Linked DNA regions of Zea mays: region 1 is linked to region 2. The links are chromatin contacts, called in public Hi-C maps. All regions are on one chromosome and are shown on one strand. Each heading gives the region's core, a stretch centred on a gene start, on an enhancer-like site or on the middle of the called end of the contact. The rest is flanking DNA. Distances are from core to core; before and after follow the strand shown.

Evidence for each region. Hi-C and Micro-C count contacts between places; a contact is called where the count stands out from the background.
Region 1: a Hi-C map of bundle sheath shows a contact between it and region 2, with 2.9 times the contacts expected there. The contact joins the promoter of LOC103637029 here to the promoter of LOC100282455 in region 2. A contact is called at or near these places in 2 of 25 Hi-C or Micro-C datasets (bundle sheath and leaf).

Annotation. Positions count from the first base shown.
Region 1 is chr8:76,971,621-76,974,800 of Zm-B73-REFERENCE-NAM-5.0, reverse strand. It overlaps LOC103637029 (S-type anion channel SLAH2), which reads right to left and starts at 1,469. Exons shown (of 2, transcript XM_020542562.2): 1 at 1-1,469. The coding sequence starts at 1,229.
Region 2 is chr8:76,372,335-76,375,250 of Zm-B73-REFERENCE-NAM-5.0, reverse strand. LOC100282455 reads right to left here and starts at 1,432. Exons shown (of 2, transcript NR_178050.1): 1 at 1,297-1,432; 2 at 1-38. It overlaps LOC109941412 (receptor like protein kinase S.2), which reads left to right and starts at 2,151. Exons shown (of 1, transcript NM_001412149.1): 1 at 2,151-2,916. The coding sequence starts at 2,363.

The sequences.
Region 1 (3,180 bases), core at 220-2,719, 600 kb before region 2:
TCGCCGCACAGCCTTGCCCAGCCGACGGACGCGACACTGGGCGCGGCGATGAAGAGGAAGAACACCGGGTGGAGCTCCCTGGGGAGCTGCGCGTTGCTGGGGAGCCTCTGGTACAGAGTCACGAACAGCACCAGGTAGTGCACCACCCCGACGGCGAAGAAGAAGATGGGCACCTCGCGAAGCCCCATCTTGGCGCCCAGCAGCGCGCCCACGAAGTTGCCCACGACGGCGAGGTGGTTGGTCGGGTTGGCCACCTTGGACAGCCGCCGGGCGCCGCCGGACATCCACTGGCCGTAGATCTTGAGGTCGAGGAGGAAGATGGGCGCCATGAGGATGTACCACACCACGTGGTGGATGGTCCACACCGGGTGCGGCAGGCCCTTGACGAGGAAGAGGCAGGCGATCCACGGCGCGAAGAAGAAGTTGACGCGGATCGGGTGGTGGAACTCGCGCCGGACCGCCTCGAAGTAGAACACGACCTTGAAGAGGTAGATGAAGGAGACGAGCGCCATAAGCGAGGCGGAGACCCACCAGAGCACGTGGTTCACGGCGGGGCTCACGTGGAGGAACGCCGTGGACGGCTCCGACTGCAGCGTCTTCCACAGCATGGCCTGGCTGCTCACGCCCAGGCACATCCCGAACGCGTTGATCGGGAACCGCAGCAGGAACGGCCACGTCTCGTCCTCGGGCAGCGCCGACACCTCTGTCGGTCTCAGCGTCTCCAGCTCGGGGCCCTCCAGGGCGGCGAAGTAGCGGTCCGCGCTGGGGACCTCGTCGTCGTCGTCGGTCTCCTCCTCGGAGATGATCTTGTTCGAGGTAGAGTCGGCGCCGGCGGGCTCGATGTCCACGGGCACCACCCCGCGGAGGTTGGACAGCTGCCGCTCCAGGCGGCCGGAGAAGGTCTTGAAGTGGTCGAAGCGGCGGTCGCGCGCGCTGTCGCTGCGCGACACGGTGCGCACCCGCTGCAGCGGCGGCGGCTCCTCGGTCCGGATCGTCAGCGTCGGCTGCGAGTGGTACCGCGCCTGGTTCTGCAGCAGCTGCTGGTCCTCTGCCGGCTGTGGCTGTGGAGCCGGCGCCACGCTGCGGACGGACGCGCACACGCCGAGGTGCAGCCCCGACGGCGACGCCGGCACGCTCAAGCACACAGAGTACGGGCTCCCCGTCGTCGCCGGCGGCGGCAGAGGGAGCCGGAGCAGTTCCGGCATCTGGGAGCTCTCGCGGATGGCCATGGCGCCTTGCTCGTCAGGACCGCTCAGCTCGCGTCGCCGAAGGAGGAAGAGGTGCCGACTGCGACTAGGTAGTGTAGGTGCACATGAAGCAGCTGCCTTGTGGCTGGCTGGACCGCTGGAGTGGCTGGGTGATGTGCCGCCGAGCTCGCGCTCGGCGCCCGTCTATATAGAGGTCAGGGAGGACGTCAGGTGTAAGAAAGGAGGCGGCATCGAGAGGAAGATGGTCTGCGTCTGCGTCTATTACGAAGGTTCGTTCCGGCACGTATTATCAGTACTCTGTATATTCATTTATTTATTAAGAGAGAAAAAGACCTCGGATTTCTCTCTGTATTCTACAGGTCTGACGAATCTGAACAACATTGACCAACGCGAGAATTGGATCATCAGAACCTTTCTCATGCGAATCCCCTGCGCATCTCCCGTTGACCTGGCTGCGTTGGTTGCCGGCGCCGATGACGACGGCGAACCCGGCCGGGGGAGAGGGAGCCCAGCCGGTCTTATCTGGACCTTTGTCGTCGACGGCGAAGAGGTCATGGCACGGACTCCTCGTGTAGAAACCAAAACCACGCACGGACCCCTTTTCTTTTTCTTTCACATTTCTAGTACTGTGCCATACTAGGGGGAGGGGGAAGCAATTCTAATGGCTACCTTTGGAACTCCATTTTCTAAAGCGATTTATATTTTTCCAAGAAAAAATGTACTAATTTTACTTGAGAAAATGAAAATCTCTTACGCCCCGTTTGGATCACTGGAATTGAATTCCATTCTAATAATAGTAATTTAGATATATATCAATTAAGCTAATTCACTTTTATATGAAATATATTTGTATACTATTATTAGCAAGATGTCCTACATATTTATGTGCTACATTTTTACTATAGAGGAGTAAAACGAAGAGTGTCATATAAGTTATAGATTAGAAACAAATTCTAATCATGAATAAAATCATTTCCTATCTTCCACCCTATGAATTTGAGATAAGCTTATATCTGAACTTTGGAAAGTGGTGGAATGCCAAATTCCAAACTAAATAAGTTACTTTATTGAGTGAATTCCAATTCCTTTAAAATGAAGGGATCCAAACGCCACGTTAGAAAAATGTGGTTTCCAAACTAGCCTAACTGTTTTGAAGCAAACTGTCTAAGACAGAAAATTATAGATAACTATATTTCGAATAGCTGTATTATGAAAATATAGTAAATTAAAAACTGCAATAATTTTCAGTACTATAAATACTATGCAAACAAATAATCCAACCGTCCTAAAATATAGTTCTTTCTAGTCCACTTTTTTTTGTCCACGTTCATTCAAATTGTAATAAATATAGACATATATGCAAATTTACATTCATATGTTTTTTAATGAATGTATAATTAGTGTAAAACGAATTATATTATGAGACGAAGGGTGTACAAAGAATCATAAAGATTTATGCGCTATAAAAATATAATGATACTGATTTAATATTAACATTATTATTTTATTATATACATTTACTTAAACGTAACATATTTTGCCTCTTTAAAAATATTTAAATATCATTAGGCTTAAATAAATATCCTAATGCCTTTCTCCTCTCACTTTATACTCGTGCGTTGCGACGACACACCATCTTATTGTTGATTTATTCTGCACGGTGAGCACTACAGATTATATATACTTTTTTTGACTGAAATATTGAGTAGATAGCCACCTTATAGATTAACTATTTAATTTGTACCAAAACCAATCTCGCCAAAAGTTAGCTGCCCTAAGAATGATACCAATTATGATTGATATGCCAAATTATGTCGAGCCATTAGCACCATGATGATATACGTATATCATATATTTGGTTCGATGAGGGATAAGGTGAATTGCAAGTTAGATTAATTAGAAAGAAGTATAAGAACTTTTTTGTAAAAAGGGCGACGATAGAAAACAGAACATGCACTGTATACGTAGCATG
Region 2 (2,916 bases), core at 183-2,682:
GGCCCTCTTTGAGACATCCAGTGGGCTCCCTGCGTTCACTGCGAAGTAGGGATTCGATTCCATCATCATTCGCGTCCTCTTTGATCCCTCGTACCCATCCGAACCCCCCCAGCCTCCCATCATTGCCCTTCAGATAATCCAGAGTCCCAAAAAAGAGAAAAAAGAAAGGAGAACAACCCCCATCTCTCAATCCCAATTTCAAATAATAACCTGAATGTAAATATAACTGCGGAGGAAAGAAATAATAATAGGATTGACAGAAAGGATACTAAACAAGCAAAGCGCAGTGAAATTTGTGCCCCAATAAAGTTACTGTTGGCAACATATAAGTAAAGGCAATTTTTTATCAATGACTGGGGAGTTTTCTCTGAGCACTTAAGTTCATGTTTCAGTGCATCAGAATATCAATGCTGACTCTGTAGCTAAAATTTCCTAGGATAATATATTTGTTCGTTGGGAATGTATCGTGTGTTCACATAGTCTCTACGATCATATGAACACTTAAAATCTGGTGTGTCTATAAGCAATCCAACGGCGATCGATAACTTTTATTTACCCCCTCGTATCTTAGCTTTGATGACAATTGTCCATTTATCACCTCTCAATCTCTCACCTTAACGTTGGATTGCTCATAAACGCACCAGATTTAAAATGCAAATATGAGCACGAAGGTTTCATGAGCATAAAATATGTCCCCTTGTTCGTTTTACATGATTACATCAGTTCACCATACAGCGGTTCTAAAGGGGAACCCAACAGAGATTTGTCACTGGATGAAGAGCAAGACAAAGAAAAATGTCAAAGCTGTGTATGCAATGTGTGACAGTAGAGTAGACTGGATGCAAGTATTAATCGAGGACCACATGCTGTGTGGTAACAGAGTAGAATGAATGGCAGTATTATGTCATCAATTGTCTATAATAATATTTTTCGATACGAATAAAATCCTGCCAACTAATCAACCGGTACACAATAAATCTACCCAGCACAGAATCGTGCTGGGGTGTTTCGGTGCCCGGTAATTTCCCATGAGCACTCTTATCTTATAGGACGAATCGCATAGAGCGGCAGATCGTTGGAGCACCACACCACCAGGGGCGGATACCGCTGTGGATTCCCAGTTTCCCACCCACCACGCGAAAGACAAACCTAACGAACGAAGCTTCGACGAGCCGGATGGACTGTTTCGGGTCCCGGAGAAAAAGGTTGGTACTAGGGTTCAGGGTCAGGGGGAAGGAAGATTCTACGGCGGAATTGAAGGGGGAAGAGAGAGGTGCAGGTGCAGCCGAAGCGTACCTGTATCTGGACGGAGACGTGTTCATCTGAGTGGGTCGGCGACCGGCGCGGTGGCGGAGGCGGGGGGCGAGTTCCCCGTTGCGGTCAGGAGAGAGTTGGCGTCGGCCTCAGGCGGCTAGGGTTACTAGGGCACTCGGACGGGAGAGGACGATGAGGACCCTTTTGGGAAGGAAACGGGAAGGCCGCGACTCGGACTCGCGGGCTTGATGGGCCTTCAGCCAATCCCGAGGTGGGCTGTGCAGGCCTCGACGGCTTCTTGAAGGCCGAGGATCAGGAGAAGTTACTGTGCAAACGACAGCAGTGAACAGGCCCAACAAAACCTATTCCTCTTGTTGTATCAGTATTACTCGCGGTTAGACACGCTTTGTATTCCTATTCACTTGGTTCTAAACTATAACTATAAGTTTTTTTAGCTTATGTATACATAAATATACTGTTTTTACTATATATCCAAACACATGTGTATCTTAGTGCATAATAAAAATTATATAAAATACGAAAACGTCCTGTGTTTTTGATTTAAAATAGAGGAAGTACGTATTGGGATTAAAAAAGTGTGGATATGAAAGATGAGTCAGAGGGTGACGCTCCTTTTTTTTTTTTGGCGGTCGATTACGTATTCCATTCCATCGCGGCAAGGCGGTGAAAGACGAGGAAGACGGGACGGTGACGCCCCTTCCTTTTGGCGGGAACTCCGGCTCCACCTGCATGCCAAGTCAACCGCGATAGAGAGCCACCTACCAGCACGCCCACCTCACAGCTCACGTTACTATCGCCGCCGTGCACACGCCACAGAGCTTGGCTTTTGGCCATCTTCCCCACCTGCCCAGGGGCGGTCCCTTCACACCCGTAAACCCACCTCCGTTCCCTATCCCAATTCATCCGTTCCAGGTTTCCAACGCTCAGTGGAATGGAAGCCTCCACCCCGTGCTTGCGCTTTTAATTTCCTTCCCCCACGCGCACTAAGCGCACCACCACCGCTTACCATGAGTGGGAGTTGCACTAGCTAATCGCTAGCCACTCCATAGTTAGCATTTAGCACTGCCTGCCTGTCCGGTGCCCGGCCATGTCGTCGTCGTTGTCGCTGCGCCGTCTCTGCTTCGTGCTGCCGATGGACGCCGACGAGGCCGTCCCACCGGCGTCCCACCCGGAGGGGCCGGCGCGGCGCAGCCCGGCTAGGGTGGCGTCCCTGGAACTCGAGACGGCCGGGTCGTACGCCCGCACCACGGCCGTCCGCCTGTTGTCGTGCCTCCGCCGCTGGCGGCCCCGGCCCTGCTGCCGCGGCGCCGGCCGGTGGCACGACGACTCTTCGGAAAAGGCGGCGGCGTTCGAGGACATCGCCGGCGTGGTCGACGACGTCGCCGGCAGGAAGCAGCTCGCGGGCGGCGGGCCCAGGATATTCAGCTACTCGGAGCTCTACATCGGGACGCGCGGGTTCAGCGACGCGGAGGTACTCGGCAGCGGGGGATTCGGCCGGGTGTACCGCGCCGTTCTGCCCAGCGACGGCACCACGGTGGCCGTCAAGTGCGTCGCAGCCAGCAGCGCGGGCGCCCGCAGCGACAAGTCGTTCCTGGCCGAGCTCGCGGCCGTGGCCAGGCTGCGGCATCGCAACCTGGTGCG